Linked DNA regions of Mus musculus: region 1 is linked to region 2. Evidence: chromatin contacts called from public promoter capture Hi-C data. All regions are on one chromosome and are shown on one strand. The core of a region is the stretch at or near the end of the contact, and the rest is flanking DNA. Distances in the headings are between cores, read along the strand shown. Region 1 holds the start of Dhfr (dihydrofolate reductase). Region 2 overlaps Rasgrf2 (RAS protein-specific guanine nucleotide-releasing factor 2).

Region 1 (5,444 bases), core at 2,133-4,632, 420 kb before region 2:
CATACTCGTGCACGCACACACACACGCACACACACACACAGGTGTTCATTCTGCCTTATCCTGTTATGTACTGATTTGTGCCCTGGGAAACAGATCACTTTTCTTGTAATGAGCTCATGTTATAACACTTACTTGAGTTCTCTACTGAGAACTATATTAATTCTGTCCTTTAAAGGTCGATTCTTCTCAGGAATGGAGAACCAGGTTTTCCTACCCATAATCACCAGATTCTGTTTACCTATAATACCAAGCAGAAAAGATTATCAGAAAATACACATATATTGTCAGTGACATACATAGGCAAGACGATTGTCATAGTGACATCTAGTGGGCATCCTTTAGAAAAATTAAGACAAACAGCTTTACCTAAAATTCAGATTTAGTTCTCATTAACTAAATATAGTTCAATTTTTCAGTTTGGCTCATGCAGTTCATATCTTTTACTTAGGTTTTAATCCATTGCAACCATGCATAATTTCAGTCCACAGGGCTCAGGTTGACTGGATTTTGTAATTCACTTGATATCCTTACATGCTTTATTAGTGTCTAAAGTGGAGAACAGGTTCTAATCCTGGAATTCTTGAGATTGAATGTGTTCACCATCTTAAACTACTTGTCTCTGATTCATCTATCCCAGAGAAATAATACCTATCTCTATGTATATTTAAGATCATCTCTACCTATCTATATTCAGAGGTCAGGGACCTTTGCAGAAGACAGGGGCAGAAAACATGTAAGAGTTGGTAGAAGGGGAAGAGAGCTGTGAAAGGCTGACTTTCGGCCACGACAGGGCTCACATATGTATGCATCAGTTCTCATCTGGCTCCTGCACAAGATCAAGCCAGGCAAAATTCAAGTATGGAGGAGGGTTCCTGAGGCCCCTCCAGTAGGTATTGGTGTTGATGGCTGCTGGGAGATGGAGAGCCCATCTTCTGGTCTGGACTGATTGTAGATTGCTCACATCCTAGTCAATGGCCACACACAGGGTTATTAATAACAAGTAGAACATGACTTAGGGAAGGAGAAGGGGACTCAGGGGGAGTGAGAAGGTAAATGGATACAACCAACATAAACTGGGTAAAAATATAAAGCTTTTATATTTTTGTGTAACCCATATGCACAGGCCAGGCAGTGTGACTGGGTGTCTTTATCTATCTTCTTGAGACAAGTTTTCTCACTGAACCTGGAGCCCACAAATTGGCTACAGAGCAAGCCCCAGAGATCTTTCTGTCTGTGCCTCCCTAATGCTGGTATTACAAATGTGCCACTGTGTCCAGCTTTTTATTCGGGTAGTAGGATTTGAACTCAGAGTAGACTGTGTTAAGATGGCATCTGCAGCTCTTCTTTGGCACTGCCTACAAGGTGGCTGCCATCTGTTTTGCTGCATCATGGCTGTTCGCCGGCCTCTGGTGAAGCCCAAGATCATCAAAAAGAGGACCAAGAAGTTCATCAGACACCAGTCAGACTGATACGTGAAAATTAAGGGAAACTGGAAACCCAGAGGCACTGACAGCGGGGTACAGAGAAGATTCAAGGGCCAGATCCTGATGACCAACATTGGTTACAGGAACAACAAGAAAGCCAAGCACATGCTGCCTAGCGGCTCTAGAACTTTCTGGTCCACAATGGCAAGGAGCTGGAGGTGCAGCTGATGTGTAACAAATCTTGCTGTGCTGAGATTGCTCACAGTGTGCCCTCTAAGAACTGAGGAGTCATCGTAGAAAGAGCAGCACAGCTGGCCATCAGACTCATTAATCCCAACGCCAGGCTACTCAGTAGAGAACATGAATAGGTGGCTTGTGTGCATGTTTTGTGCCACGCCCCCAAGATGGCATTTGTCAACCTGTCTACACAGTGACCTACTATGTTCTCTACTAATGTTCAACATCTACACTGCTGACTTCTTTTTCCCATCAGCTCTGCCCTCCTCTCCTACAATGATAAGCAATAAGCAAACATGTCTGTTAGGAAGAATTACAGCGAATGTCCTTACAATCACAAGTAATGGGAAACTGCCTTATAATTATTGCACACCACTCCCCATTCTTTTAAAGTCAGTCACCCAGACTGCCTCACTGAAGACCACAGCCTTCATCCCACCGTGTCTTCCTAAAGCCAACAGATTTAAATTATTTTTAGCCTCTTCTCCCCTGCATTTTTCTCCATTTACTCAAGTCTTCTGTCTTTCAGTAACAATTCTAAATACCGGCTCAGGTCTCTATTCAAAGTGCTAAATTTTGCTGCCGATTCTGCCCAGTTATATTCGAGCTATATGCACTTGCTAACAAAATTTCAAACATAGAGTATTCTAAGAGGATGTTTAATAAAATCTGGGAATCGCACAAAAATTTCTAGCAAGAAACAGAGATCCCAGATTCCCAGGGGAGACTTTCTACTCATACCTCTACCATGTAAATCTTGCTTCAAGCAAACATAATTCTCATGACTTAATTACTCTACATTACCTTCCACTGAAGAGGTTGTGGTCATTCTTTGGAAGTACTTGAACTCGTTCCTGAAAGTTAGAGAAACAGTTAACCCGTCATGTATGCTCAGGCTCCATTCAGCGACGAAAGGTGCAAGTCCGGTGTGGGTGTGGGGGGTGGTGTTGCTGCCCGCTCAAGGACAGGACTTTGCTCCCGGCCAGGGAGCCTGTGAGCAAAGGCTGGCACAGCAGGGGGATCACCGCGGGAACCGGTAGCTTGGTCTCTGGCTGAGGCCGGTAGGCCTACCGCTCACGCCCGTCCCGCGCGTCCAAGCCAAGTGCATGACCCTACTCAGTGAACCGCCTCAGTTTCCCGAGCCCAGCCCGGCCAATACCTGAGCGGAGGCCAGGGTAGGTCTCCGTTCTTGCCAATCCCCATATTTTGGGACACGGCGACGATGCAGTTCAATGGTCGAACCATGATGGCAGCGGGGATAAAATCCTACCAGCCTTCACGCTAGGATTGCCGTCAAGTTTGGCGCGAAATCGCAGCCCTGAGCTGTGTACCACTTGCGCAGCTTAGGCCCCGCCCCCACCAAGGCCCGCCGCGCATCCTATTTGTGCAGCTAAGGCTCCGCCCCTACCAAGGCCCGCCGCGCATCCTATTTGTGCAGCTAAGGCCCCGCCCCCACCAAGGCCCGCCGCGCATTCTATTTGTGTAGCTAAGGCTCCGCCCCCAAGGCCGGTCCCGCACAGGTTGAGGCGTGCGCGCGCGCAGGCGCGAGAAAGTGCGGCCGCGCGCTCGCGCTCCTAGCAGGCCGGCTCTTCTGCACACTGCAATGCCCCGCGGGAAATCCGCGTCGGGAGGCTCTACTGCCGCCGGCCCAGGCCCGGGGAGGCAAACGGTTCTAAGCCGGTTCTTCAGGTCTGCGGGAAGCCTAAGATCCAGCGCGTCCTCCACGGAGCCAGCAGAGAAGGTAAAGTACGGCTCCGCGGCGCCCCTAGCGTCCACCTAGGCGAAGGCCGTCCCGGGCGGGTTCTGTCTGGGACGGGGCGGAGCTAGAGGGCGGGGTGGGGCCGGACCGCTAGGGGCGGGGTCAGGGTGGGGCGGGTGCGTAGCCGTCGTGGCCGGAAGCGGAGGCCTTATGGAGAGCTTATTAATGGTGGGTAGGGCTAAGGGGCGGGGCCAGGGAAGGCTTAAGGTGGCGGCTTCTTCTGGTCCTTGTTTTAGTTGACTTTTTTACCCGACCAGCGGTAATAGATTTGAGGTCTTGGTGCTTCCAGTCGGTAGCCGGAACCCGAGCCAGAAACTTCTATCGTGGTGAATGGCGAGGACTGGCCGGCCGGCCCAGGATGCGTTTTTTAACCTCTGTTCTTCATTCTTTCCTTTACATTTTCCCTACTGTATTGATGGTTGAAGAGGAGCTTTATTTACATATGCTTGCTTGGCTGACTAGAAGAAAGCTGTCATTAAGGCTAGTTTCTCAGAATTCAAAACCATGTGCTCTGTCTTTCTGATCCCCGTGCCAGAATATCGTTTTACTGTACAGATTTCCAGTGTAAGCATTTAGATGGATGAAGTTTCTGTACATGCTTATAGTTGGCTACTTCCTGTTGCTTGCAGCCCATCAGATAGTTCAAAGCAAAGCAAAGAGAAACAAAACCAAAACCCCATCGTGATACTGCCACAAACACAGGCCCAAGGATGTTTCCCACACTAGCTGGCAATGTGTCACACTTGTTCAGGGTGAGTTAAGGCCTCGGTCATTTCCCAGACTGAAGATGTAGAAGGTGATTGTAACGGGCATCTCCTGTATTTTACTGCAGTTGCAAATCAGTTTAAGAATCTTAACCCATTTCATTTATATTTCTTTCCAATACTGACTAATGCTCTACTCTCTCTTTTTAAGGCTTTTTTTTTATTTCTGTACATTCACTAAGATTCATTTTGCACTCACCACTGAGAGGATATTAGGCAAAAGTTTTAAGTTTTTCATAGATTATCTGCCAACAGATAGTCTCAGGACATCTTTTAATAGTGAATGGAAGCTTTGAAACAGGAAATACATTGGTCGTTTATTACTCCTCTTCCTTCTATAATTTTGCATTTTGAAAATAGATTTTTTAAAATTGATCTTGTAGAAGTATTTTATTTAACATATGAGTAGGAAAGTAGAGAATTCCACATAATTTTAGTAGAATGTGAGGTAATGAGAGACTGTTCCTGCCAGTTTCTGTCTCTGATGGCAAAAACAGTCACCCCCAACAGCCTTTTCAGAGTAAAAAGTAGAGTGGCAGGCAGGAACTTACTATCATTCTGCAGCAAGGTTAAATAACTCCAGAGACTTCAAGCTTTAGAATAGTGTTAATACACCATTTCCAACCTTCCCGATACAGGTGACAGAAGGTGACAGCAGGAAGAGGTCACTGGGAAATGGTGGGCCCACTAAGAAAAAAGCAAGGAAAGTTCCAGAGAAGGAGGAAGAAAACATCTCAGTAGCAGCTCACCACCCTGGTGAGTGCCAGAGACTAAGTATTCTCAGCTGCTGGCTTCCCCAGAAGGCAGAGGGGATCATGGGAGTGCTGAGCTTTGTTTTCCTGTGTAGGGAAGGAGCCCTGCTGCTCCTCAGCTGCTGGTTGAGAGGCTAGGCCCACAGAGGAGCTCAGTTCTCTTAGTAGTTCTTCCAACTTTCTCTTTTGTTCACTATTGCTGTATTTTTTAAAAAGTGTGTATGTGTGTTTTGCGAGTGTGTGTGTGTGTGTGTGTTGTGAGTGTAGATGCCTGCATAGGCACGAGGCATGTAATCCTCTGAGAGCTGGAGTCACAGGTGGTTATCAGCCATCTGATGTGGTTGCTGGCAATTCAGGTTCTCTGATGGAAGGGTGGTATGTGCACTAACCACTGGACAATCTCTCCTGCCATGTTATGTTTTAAATCTTGGTTATAAAGATGAAACATTTGCTAATGATCTATTTATCACATTTATTTGTGTGTGTCATAGTACATAGGTAAAAGAGG
Region 2 (5,440 bases), core at 2,219-4,718:
ATAGGACAGTGGTCTTCGACCTTTCTAATGCTGCAGCCCTTTAATACAGGCCTCATGCTGTGATGATCTCCAACCATAACATTATTTTTGTTGCTCTTTCATACCTGTAATTTTGTGACTATTATTGATTGTCGTGTAAACATCTGAATTTTCTGATGGTCTTAGGCAACCCCTGTGAAAAGGTCTTTCAGCTCCAAGGGGATGGAGACCCAGAGGTTGAGAACCAGTGCTATAGGATGAGTTTAGTATCTTGCATCCCAGACAGAAAATGAAGTAGAAGCCATCAGTGGAAACTTGCTGTCTATAAGTTGTTGTTATGGTATATGAATCTAACAACAGCACCCAAAGGCTCATATGTTATAGACTTGCTTAACTGCTGCTAGGTTTTGAGAGAGGCTTGTATCCTGAGGGTTAAATGTTTATCTGTGGATCAGTCAACGGACAAATTCCTAGGTGAATTGAGAAATGAGGCCTGGTTAAGGAAGGTAGGTAAGTGTATTAGATACCTGTCTCTCTGGCATGACAAAATACCTGGCAAGGAGCATATTTTTAAAAAGGAAGTGTTTATTTTGTTCACAGTTTGAAGGTACAATCCTTCATGATAAGCAAGCCATAACAATAAGCGCTCCAGGCAGCTGGTTATAGTGCATTTACAAGAAGCAGAAAAATGCATATTCAGCTTGCTTTCTCTTTATCCAGCTCGCCCCCCCCCCCAGCCTATGGTATGATGCCACCCTTAGTGAGCTCTGAAGTGTGCCTAGGTGATTCTAGGTCCTGTCAAGTTGACAGTGTCAACCATCACAGTCACCTAGGGTGGGACTATGATGGGTTCATCTTTCCCTGGGAGTCTTCCTCTGTCTCTGTATGCTGCTCTGCTGTGCACCGTGCTGCTTGCTCAGATGGTCTGTCTCAACTACTGCAGAGTCCAAATGATCATAAACTCAAATCTTTAAAATCATGAGCCCAAACTAAATCCATGAATAGTTTTCTCAGATGTTTTGTCTCAGTTACAGAAAACTAACTAACTCAGTCATCAAAGGAATAGTGTGCTCTCTCTTGGGCTATTGCTTTCTTGGTCCACTTGCTATGGAAGAAACAAGTCTGTTGCGGGAAATATTAAAATAGAACCACCAAGTTCCTATGCTCTCTACAGCTACTCTCTGCCCACCAACTCTCCAGTTGGGCCAGAGCTCCTGAATTCCCTTCCCTGCCATGCCAGCCCCAGGCAACAACTGTCCAACCCACGGTCAGCCACCACAACACCCAGCAACCCGGTAGAAATGAAACTCTAGAAGCTTATAATGAACAAGTCAGATTTATATATCAATAAATTCTCAATTCACAAGATGCCCACACAATAATTTCAGAACCAATTGATAATGATACAAGCTGCCCACCAAGATCAGACAAGTTATGCCAATTATTCTATCCCTATATGATATTCATAACTACCTGTGGCTATTTAAAACCACGAGGGATCAGGATCTTCTTCCTGTCCATCCGCCTCCATCTTGGCTTCTTCCTCTCCTCCAAGTTGCTCTCTGTCTCTGCAACTCTTCACTCTGCTTCCCCTTTTACTGTCCAGTCACAGATCTCCTGCTGACAAATATTTTAATGTAATTGAAGATGGAATATCTGCCCCACCAGTCTCCTTGTCATAAGGAAAGACCAATGAATCAAGAAACTAAAGAGATCTGCCCACCAGCGGCATGTGTATGAGCTTGGGAATATACTGGAAGCCCTAGGAGAGCTTCCAAGCAACTATAGGCCTGTTGAGCATGTAGACTTAGGAATTCATTTGAAACCCAGAGCCATGTCCCAGTATTGAATCCTGAAAAACCTGAGATAACAGGTTCTTGTTGTTTGCCTTTAAGTTTTACAGTAATTTATAAATACAGTGATGAGTAACCAATACAGATGACATCATAGATTCCTAAGGCTTACTCAGTTTATTCTTGATCAAATTGAATTTAATGAATGCATTTTCATTTTGGAAAAAGAAGCATGTCTGTGTTCTCCCCCACAGAACACATACTGGCCTGTGATTATGTTCTAGCAAATACGTTGAAATGAAAATGGTATATGTGACATCAGTAACATTACATGTGTCTGCCTCATAGCCCGAGTTTCTGCTCAGCGCTGCTCCTCTCCCATCACCGGTAGGGCTCAGAACTGAATCGACTCATCTTTGTGATGTTTGAGTCTCTTGATCTTAGCTCCACTGTTGCTTAGCAATAGAGAGGCACTTAATGGCTCCACTCTCCTCTGCAGATGGAGATGTTCCTCCCTGTGTAGCCATTGTCTGTCTGTGATGCTGAGTTTAAAGATGTAATTATCATTTTGAGATAAAATTAATGTTGGCCTCAGTGTTACGCGTGGCCCGGCCTTTTGACTTCCAGGAGCTTGTTTCGGTCCAGTTTACAACCCCCTTCTTGGTAGAGCTGGACCCTCAAAATTATAAGATATTTAGAAATCTTAAGACAAAAATGTTAAAGCATTCTGAGAAAAAAAGATTAAGGGATTTTTTCATTACCAGGACAACAGATGTTTTGCATTCACCATATGGTTACTTGAGATTTTGAGCCTCAAACCCTGCCTCCTGTAATATAACTAACTGGAAACTGAGCCAATAGCTTTAGAGGAGAGGCTGTAGTGAAGGGATCAAAAAAAAAAAAAAAAAAAAGGATCAGGCAAGGAGGGTAGAGTGAACTATCCAAGCCCTGTTGACCTCTGGGTCCCACTTTGCTGGGAAGACTCCCAGAACTGAGAGCCATTGGGAGATTTCCTTCTCTCTTTGTAGAGTGGGGATTGAACTCAGGGGTACACACACTAGGCAAGTGTTCCACTGAACTGCTTCCCTACTTCTTGGGGAGATTGAGATGTAGTCTCACTATGTAGCTCAGGCTGGCCTTGAAGGGCTGTGTATATTAGACAAGTCTCAAAGGCACAGTTCTTCTGCTCTCACCTCTCAAGGGCTAGAGTTTAGGGAGTATACGCCAGGCTCAGACTCCAGAGAAGTTCTAAGCACAAGGTGTAAATCAGAGAGGATCATCACAGACCATTATGAAGACTCAGATCTCTCCTAAAATTCCTTCATTACTCACTGAATTTTACATATGTGTGTGTGTGTGTTTTCTTGATTTTGTTTGTTCTTCATTCAGTTGTCTAAATCTTTTGTCTGCTGCCAGTGGAAACAGAAAATGAAATCTGAGGGCTACATGTGAGGGCACACTAAAGCAGACTGCCTGCCTAACATGTAAGGGCTCCATTACACTACTACCACCCCATCCCCCAAAAGCATTACCTCTGCTCTTTAAAATTGGACATTTTAGTTGAGGAGCTTAGATGGGCAGGCATGAGGTAAACACTGATTGTGATGTGAACTTCCAGCACACTGGTTATAATCTGTGTCATTACTGGCCATGTGGTTAAACTCTGGAGTTGAAAAATCAAAAGAAAATGTCGTATTAGCAAACTAATAAAGCCCCAGGGCATAGCCCTGAAGGACAAGGTTAATATGGCTTCAGAGCATTTCACATGCATTCCCAATTAGTCAGCTTTCTCTGGCAGCTGAGGATTTTAAACTTTGAAATACTTTTATCCTCTGAATTTTAATAAGTGAACATCCTACAACAGTGTGAGGGGTTTAGCTGGTATTGGGTTAAGGGGAGGTGATGTCTACTGTATGGGTAAGTCTGTCTTCCTCAGGTTTTGGCTCATGTGCCTTAATGAGAAGTGATGACAGACACCGAGGTGGATTGTATTTCACTGGCTTAGAAAATCAGGACTTACGAATGCACAGAAACCCAAAAATAGACCAGTGAAAATAGAGCAAAATTATAGTGTTGCGAGTGTTTAATAAATGCAGCAAATTGCCACAGGGAAACCAAGATCTTACTTTTCAATGTTATTAGATCATGCACTCTACAGACTACATGCTTAATAACATGTAACAACCAAGTGGCCTCAGCACAGACATTATAATCTGCCTCCCCACCCCCATTTGCAGAGTTTTCTTTGTGCTTGCCTCTAATTTTCAATATCCTCTGCACAATTCAAAATTAATTAAACACCGTAGAACATCTGAGTCAGGATGAACTTCGTCTGACAAGCAGTGTCACAATGCCAGAATCAGTTACCTCAATCCCAGTGACTGGTGTGCAAAACAAGTCAGTCCTGGTTAGGGAATGCACCAAAGGCGAGCAGCTTCTGTATTCATCTCATCCAGTCTCCTTGCTGTAGTGGGGAAGGTTTGCCACCCTGTGAGCTAGTTCCCATTTTCTGTGGTTGCATTGTGGACTTGAAGAGACATGACCCCATACTTCACATTTGTAAACTCCCTTACAGTTTTGAAGGTCACTTGTAAGTGATGTCACAGATATCCATCATAACTATATTAGGAAGTGAGAAGTAGATGCCATCTCCGTCTTCTGGAAGGGGCAGGCTAGTGAGGTAAGGACCCTTACTATATGGCTCTTAGAAGTTGAGAACTGAATCCTAGTTTAGAACTCTTGGCTACTTTGCTAGGCGTGTTCCAGAACACAGTGCATCTGGTATGTTGTTAGACAGTTGGGTGTTAAATTGGTGTGCACTTCCTAGCCAATGATTTTCGTGGTGGGTAAGCTTTAGAAATCTGAACTCCCTTCTTTCTCAGCTTCAGTCACTTCCTTTGGGAAGTATCAAGGACTCCTGTGTGTGTGCGGTAATCTGGATTTAATTTCCCAGCAAGTCCCAGTGCTCGCTCTCCAAGTCTTCTGAGAAGGGTACCATTCTTCTTTGTTCTCATAAACATCTCTTCAGATAAACATGCAGATGACTCACCACAGCAAGTATAGAGCTCAGCAATCAATTTTATTCATTTTCTTTATCGTTGTAAAATGTCCCCACTGTCAGTTCTTTGGAGACTATCCTGCCCACTCAGCATCTTTGACCAGTGATCCCAGAGACAGAAGCATCTCTTCTTAAAGTTCAAGGTCTTGTCATATTTTCATTTTCAAGCAGATTTTTGCTATAGGAAGCTAAGCCCAGGGCCCTGTGCATGCTGGCAGGCACTCTGCCACTGAGTCACATCTTCGAATGTATTTTCAAACAGATCCTTAAGGCTAGATTTCACATTCCTTATGACTCTCCAGTTGAAAGTACTCTGTCAATAATGCCTACTGTACTGAGCTCCCAACCCCGAGTGTTGAAAATCTACTGTGAAAACAACACAGTTGCACCCAGTGATGTCCTCAGATCCTATGTTCTCACTCTCAGCACTGTGAGGCAGGGAGAGACATGGTGAGGAATTAACCTTCCTCAAGACTTTCCACTCCCATCCTGAAGATTCGTGTGTCTGCTCTTGTTGCGTTTGGAAAAGAAGCCGTGTGCCTCTTACTGGGGATGCTTTTGTTTGCTGGAGAATTGGCTGCTCTTTTAGTAACTTCTCTTGCTGCTGTTA

The links. Promoter capture Hi-C pulls out the DNA fragments that hold promoters and counts their contacts.
Region 1: a contact with region 2 is called in a promoter capture Hi-C map of second pharyngeal arch cranial neural crest, with 4 times the contacts expected there. The contact joins the promoter of Dhfr here to the enhancer-like site in region 2. A contact is called at or near these places in 9 of 39 promoter capture datasets (3T3-L1-derived adipocytes, the HPC-7 cell line, cranial neural crest and 6 more), 1 of 15 datasets of contacts at CTCF or cohesin (the NIH/3T3 cell line), 4 of 115 datasets of contacts at active chromatin or transcription factors (the SCID.adh cell line, embryonic forebrain, neural tube and 1 more) and 1 of 9 other capture datasets (adipose tissue).

Annotation. Positions count from the first base shown.
Region 1 is chr13:92,352,721-92,358,164 of GRCm38.p6, reverse strand. It overlaps Dhfr (dihydrofolate reductase), which reads right to left and starts at 3,382. Exons shown (of 6, transcript NM_010049.3): 1 at 2,821-3,382; 2 at 2,466-2,515; 3 at 133-238. The coding sequence starts at 2,906. Msh3 (mutS homolog 3) reads left to right here and starts at 3,162. Exons shown (of 24, transcript NM_010829.2): 1 at 3,162-3,402; 2 at 4,823-4,940. The coding sequence starts at 3,265. It also overlaps the pseudogene Gm19308.
Region 2 is chr13:91,937,094-91,942,533 of GRCm38.p6, reverse strand. All of the region lies in intron 18 of Rasgrf2 (RAS protein-specific guanine nucleotide-releasing factor 2), which reads left to right. It overlaps Gm46435 (a long non-coding RNA gene), which reads right to left. Exons shown (of 3, transcript XR_003950706.1): 3 at 1,507-1,596. Among named protein-coding and RNA genes, the nearest start is that of Gm46435, 15 kb to the right of the region's middle. Within about 2 kb of position 3,468, at least 20 of the 459 cell types and tissues checked have an H3K27ac peak or open chromatin away from gene starts, as enhancers often do. A contact at or near this core is called in second pharyngeal arch cranial neural crest, where this site is marked.